Regions from separate parts of the Mus musculus genome. Here region 2 is linked to region 1. Evidence: chromatin contacts called from public Hi-C data. All regions are on one chromosome and are shown on one strand. Each heading gives the region's core, a stretch centred on a gene start, on an enhancer-like site or on the middle of the called end of the contact. The rest is flanking DNA. Distances are from core to core; before and after follow the strand shown.

Region 1 (2,989 bases), core at 271-2,770:
AGAAGTTACAGTGTCATCTTTGGCTATATACTGAGGCCAGCCTGGGGTACATGAGAACCTGCTTTAAAGTAACCAGAAAGGGGGTGGGGAAATGAAGTTAAGAAATGAAACTTTGATGTGGAACAGGGCAAGAATCTGTATGCATCTTATTAACAGAAGGGAGCCACGGAAGACTTCCGAGCAAGGATGTTTACTGGGACTGGATTCCACGAGGCAGTGATCTCAGTGTGTCCCAACATGGCCAGCTCTGGCCGGGAATATTAAGTTCTGTTTTGGGGACATCAACACATGAGGTGCTCCAGGAAGTGATATTCAGGAATAAGAACACACCTCTTCCAGATAGCTGTTGAAACTATTAGACCAGAATGGCAGAGTAGAAACTTCTGGAATACACATTTCTACCTCTTACCAAAAAACTTCCAAGGGACCACAATTACTTCAAAATGGTCAAAATTATCAAAATTATGGTTCAGCTAGCCATCTTCTGCTTTTTTTTTTTTTTTTTTTTTTTTTTTTGGTTTTTTGAGACAGGGTTTCTCTGTATAGCCCTGGCTATCCTGGAACTCACTCTGTAGACCAGGTTGGCCTCGAACTCAGAAATCCACCTGCCTCTGCCTCCCAAGTGCTGGGATTAAAGGAGTGCACCACCACTGCCAGACCCATCTTTTGCTTCTTTGTTTTTTTTGTTTGTTTTTTGTTTGTTTGTTTGAGACAGGGTCTCACTATGTATCCTTGGCTGGCCCGGGTACTAGGCTGGCCTCAAAGACACAGAGATCCTCCTGCCTCTGTCTTCCCAGTACTGGGATTAAAGGCATGCACCACCACAACTGGACCTTTGGAATCTTTCGTACTACTCTCAGTTCACAAGGTTCAGATCTGAAAGGATTCACTTCATTGATGCATGGGGGGCATTCTGATGCCTCTATACCTTGTCCTGAAGAAGACCCTCCCAGGCACGGGACAGTGGAACAGACATGAGCACTGAACATCTAGCGTCAACATAGAAGGGTGGAAGGAGAAAGGAAAGGCTTTCCAGGCAAAAAGCATGCTCGAACAAAGGAACAGAGGCAAGAATTGGCACGGGGTTGTGGCAGTAGGGTTGGCTGTTAACGCTGGCAGGGGGTGTGCTTGAACTTTGCTAGGTACTTAAGGGCCCATGGGAGGGGCCCATGGAGCAGGAAGATAGGCAGGGTACAGACTGAGCTCAGAGCTCCAGTTCTCCCTGGAGAAAGTCACTGTCCAGACTTTTGGAATCAAAGAGATAGAGGGGAAGCCATGGCCTGGAACAGCACCACACCCATAGGTAGGATGTACGGCGGGAAAAGTCAGCAAACTGGTGTTTTGGAGAGGTCAATCCCCAGGCCTGGACGTAGCTGCAGATGTGCTTGATCTGTAGCTGGGTGAAAACGGTAGGACAAGGTGCGCTTGGGCCAGAACGTTAAATCCCGGAGTACGCAGGCGCTCCGCCGGAGGCACGGGTTGCGCGAGCCAGCGCGGAAGGCGGAGGCTGCGCACGCGCAGTTGTTCGGCGGGAGTTTCGTAAGTAGCGGAGGCAGCGGGGAACCCCGAACCGGACTGACGCGGGAGAGGACCTTCTGCGGCGACGCCGAGTTTGCAGAGGTGACCTTGGGCTTACTGGTTCAGGAACGCGGGGAGGGGAGCTGGGCTAGACCGGCGTCACGCTGGGGTTCGGGACCCGGATGTGGTTCTCCCCTGACCCGCCTCTGCCCGGCCCACCGGCCGCTCCCAGCCGCAGGGCCCCGGGGGCTCAGAGACTTTCTCCTGACAGGACGCCTGAAAGAAGGCCACTCCTCGCTCCCGGGCACTGCTGGCGTCCTTGACTCCAGATAGTGGCCTGGGACAGGTCGGAGGGCTGGGGTGGCAGCCGGGGTTACACTGCTGTGCCCCGGGAACCTGGGTCTCCCGAAAGAGTCCCTTACTCAGAGTTGTGGGACCTGTTGTTGATTGGGATAATGACGTCAGAAGGCTGTCACGTGTACAGCCTCAGAAGCGCTTCAATGTCTGTTATCCAAGCTGGAGTCTGTGTGATCACCCACGAGGATTGTGGTGATTTAGATCTTTAGAGTCTTTGTCCTTTCAGTATGGTCCCTCAGCCTCCATTCGCTTTTACCAAGCGTCCTCCACATTCAGCGGTCTTTTGGGAGGGAGACTTAGATGCAAGGTGGCGGGATGGATACTCGACCTTGCCTCTCTGTCTGTTTTCTGTGACAGGTGCTGGAAATGGGGATGTGGTGCGATCTCCAACCAGTTCTATAGAGGAAAGATGTGTGGCCTCCAAATCTGCCAAAGAGAAGTGACTGCGTATTTAAGCAGAGTTAGGGAGGAGGATGACTCTGTTTTATGGGTAGAAGGACAGATGTGGGCAGAGATTAAAAAGTAGGATTTCCAGCCATGGCAAAATCTGGAGAGAGTAAGAAGTGATGCGGGGTTTGTTTGTTTGTTTTCTCGTTTGGAAAACAAAGATCCTAAGACCTTCCACGGAACTGGGGGCTAGTGCCTCACAAAGTGAGGAGCTAAGATAGGTTCTGTAGACCGAGTTCTTGAAGACAGCAGTCAGTGATAGTAATCTTGCTGCTGAGAATCTCGGAGGAGGCAAGTGAGGGCACCTGAAGCATGAGACCTATTATGGGATAGTGAGGCCCCTGTGAGACTGGAGCTCGAACGGATCTCCTCATTTTCCTGTTTTCCTCCTTCATCCAGGATGACGTCAGTGACCAGATCAGAAGGTGAGTTTTACAGTGAAATTCAATGCCTCTTGCTTTGGGAATCAGGCTCCTGAACTATCCCAGAATCCTCCTTGGCTCCTGGTGCCTTTGGAATCACACGTGTGTGGGTTTACAAAAAGGCCTTCTCTAGGTTTCCATCACCAGGGAAATAGGTTTCCCTCCGTCCTCCTTCCCTTCTGCCTAGGCTCCTAGGAAGCTGGTCCTTCAACTGTATACCATCTTATATATTAAAGTTGCTGCAG
Region 2 (2,989 bases), core at 339-2,838, 110 kb before region 1:
AACCCCAGCCCAAAATAAATGAACCTTGACTATTTTACGAAAAACTCTTTAGCATTCCTTGTCATTAATACAAAACTGGAGACCAATCCAAGCAGTGTTAACTTTCCAATATGGCCTTGCCTCTTAGTCTGTTGATTTGGAAAATTGAAAGGTCAGGTGTGTTCTGTTTTTATTATTACTAATTATTATTATTAATGTATACATTATTAACAGTAGCTGTTGATATTCAAAGTAAACAAAAATTTTTTAACTTTTCAGTTTTTACCAATTTATAAATATTTTTTTTATTTGAAGACTGCTTTTGTTTTTAGGTCATGGGCCATTTTCTCATATGTTTGATGGAAGGTTTATCCCACGGGCTCGCCCAGAGAAAAAGTGGAAGGTATGTATTGATGTGTCGCAAAGTCCATAGAAAGAAGTAGTATTTTATCTAGTTATTCAACTAAGATCTGTTTCCTTCTGTGTGTTGTAGCATCCTTCCCTGGGACAGCATTCAGGGTGCTTCTGTTCATGGGTCTGTGTTTCAGCCCTCACAGTAGCCTGTGGAGAAAGGACCTTATCTTCTGTTCAGAGCCCTCAGAAGCATAGAGATGTGCCTGACTTCACAGGGTCATGGAGTGGTGGACCAGCCCTGGAGAGCCAGCTCCCCTCTTTCAATGCAGTGTCCGTTCTACTCTGTCAGATTACTGTAGACTTTGTTTTCTTTTAAAGATTTATTTATTTGTTCATTCATTTGTTATATATACAATATTCTGCCTGCAGAATCAGAACTCTTAGGCATCAGCTCTCATTTTAGATCGTTATGAGCCACCACGTGGCTGCTGGGAATTGAACTCAGGACCTCTAGAGGAGTAGACACTACTCTTAAACTCTGAGCCATCTCGGCAACCCCTAGGGTTTGTTTTTAAAGCCCAGCTTCAGCTTTCATTTTGGTAATAGCCGTGAACTTAAGTATCGTCGGTCTCAGTAACTGAGCGTTTGTTTTAACACGGGGTCTTCCTATATAGTTCAGGGTGACTTTGTCCTCTGTTCTGCCTCAGCCTCCCCAATGCTGAGCGTATGGTACACCCTCACTTCAGGCTTTAAGCGAACCCTTTATAATTACACATTTACTGGAGATGAACCTGTACATTTTGAAGCAGTTTCTGAGAAATGAGATTGGCTTCCCAGTTTCTACTACCCTTGGCATAGAAAAGCGCAGGGACGCAAGACGAAAGCTCCTTACACGCCAAGCCCTTTGTTCTCTGCCCTCTTTTTTTTTTTTTTTAGGTATAATTTGCATTCAATAAATTATGCAGATATATGTTGTGTTGTTTTTATTCTAGGACAAGGTCTCACTGTGGAGACCAAGCTGGCCTTGAAACTGTTGCCTGCTTCTGTTTCTGTAGAGCTAGGATTAAAGGCGTGTGCTATCTATCCATCCCTCCTGGCTGAAACTGTGCAGAGCTGATCTGAGTTTGGCAAGTGGGGATGTGGACCATTTTCATCATTTGGAAATTTCCCTTGTGTCAGGCTTGTTTTCTGTGATGCTGGCGATCAGACCCACAGCAGTGCACACACACACACACACACACACACACACACAGCTTCACCTCTCTCCTCTTAGATGTGGTATCTTGGTTTCCCTTATACTATCAAAGCTGTTGCAAATATGATTTCCTGTTGTTTGCACTTCGTGGGGGGGGGGGCTTAGGGGGGCTTCCTCTAATGTTTAACCATTTAAAAAGTTGATAAGTGGGCTAAGAGCAAAGGTTAGTGGGAGATCCCTTGACAACAATTGACTTGTTAGGTTTGCTCCCCGGCACAGTACAGTCATAAGTGAATGCTCTTTTGTGCCGTATAATGATTTTAAGATTCCTGCACGTTGATGGCTTCTTACTGCTAAGATTGTATCCTAGTGTATGAGCCACAGTTTGTCCTTGCTTCTTTGGATGAACTTCATGTTGTTTTGGATTTGAGCTACTACATCTCAGGTTGCTGTGGGTGATGCTGTATAACAGCTCTGTGGAAATATCTTCTCCTGTCTCCTGACTGAATACCTGAAGTAGAATTACTGAGTCATATGCCAGATGTTTACTTAACTGGGTTTTCCAGTGTGCTCTACTTTACCCGCTCACAAGCAGCGTGTGAAAATCCCAGATGCTAGTCCACAACCTCACCCTGTGTGAATAGATAGCTCTTGGCCCGTCCCCTCCTACTTTTCCTCCCTTTTAACACCTGCTTGCTTTTGGCCGATGAACAGTTAGGGAGTTAGTTGTCCAGGGTTTATAATTTCTTTCTCAAGCAGGACTGATCTAATAGGATCTAGGAGCTACTCTGCCGTTATTGTATGTGTGCCATGTGTGTATATTTGTCTCTCTCTCTCTGTGTGCTATATGTGTGTTTGTGTGTGCGCGTGCCTGATGTGTGTGCGCTAGGGGTCAAATACATATGTTATACATGTGATAGGTAAGTGCTGTACAACTAAGCTGTATCTCCAGCCTTTAGAAAATATATTTAGGGGCTGGTGAGATGGCTCAGTGGGTAAAAGCACCCGACTGCTCTTCCGAAGGTCCGGAGTTCAAATCCCAGCAACCACATGGTGGCTCACAGCCATCCATAATGAGATCTGACTCCCTCTTCTGGAGTGTCTGAAGACAGCTACAATGTACTTACATATAATAAAAAAATAAATAAATCTTTAAAAAAATATATATTTACTTTTTTCATTTCATACTTGACCTCATGTGGAATTAATTCTTCTATACAAATAGTACAAATACAATCTTCCCTTTATTTATAAGAATACTTTTTTTTTCTTTTAACTGTCTTATCTGCAGTTATAGCCCCAGCTTAATAAGGATAATGTTTTTGAATAGTAGTCAATCCTTTTCTCATAGATCTAAATTTATTAACACTTTCAAACTTCCCATATATAATGAATCTTCCTAGATTCTGTTTCACACTTTTTAAGAAAATTATTTCCCAGATCCAATTTCACAGGATTTTT

The links. Hi-C and Micro-C count contacts between places; a contact is called where the count stands out from the background.
Region 2: a contact with region 1 is called in a Hi-C map of CD8 T cells, with 2.9 times the contacts expected there. The contact joins the enhancer-like site here to the promoter of Dsn1 in region 1. A contact is called at or near these places in 5 of 39 promoter capture datasets (the C10 cell line, cranial neural crest, embryonic stem cells and 2 more), 1 of 484 Hi-C or Micro-C datasets (CD8 T cells), 6 of 115 datasets of contacts at active chromatin or transcription factors (the SCID.adh cell line, embryonic stem cells, large pre-B cells and 2 more) and 3 of 9 other capture datasets (adipose tissue, liver and pancreatic islet).

The regions. Positions count from the first base shown.
Region 1 is chr2:157,005,606-157,008,594 of GRCm38.p6, reverse strand. It overlaps Dsn1 (DSN1 homolog, MIS12 kinetochore complex component), which reads left to right and starts at 1,520. Exons shown (of 11, transcript NM_025853.3): 1 at 1,520-1,620; 2 at 2,722-2,747. The coding sequence starts at 2,723.
Region 2 is chr2:157,117,875-157,120,863 of GRCm38.p6, reverse strand. Samhd1 (SAM domain and HD domain, 1) reads left to right here. Exons shown (of 16, transcript NM_018851.4): 6 at 312-382. Among named protein-coding and RNA genes, the nearest start is that of Samhd1, 16 kb to the left of the region's middle. Within about 2 kb of position 1,588, at least 24 of the 459 cell types and tissues checked have an H3K27ac peak or open chromatin away from gene starts, as enhancers often do. A contact at or near this core is called in CD8 T cells and memory CD8 T cells, where this site is marked.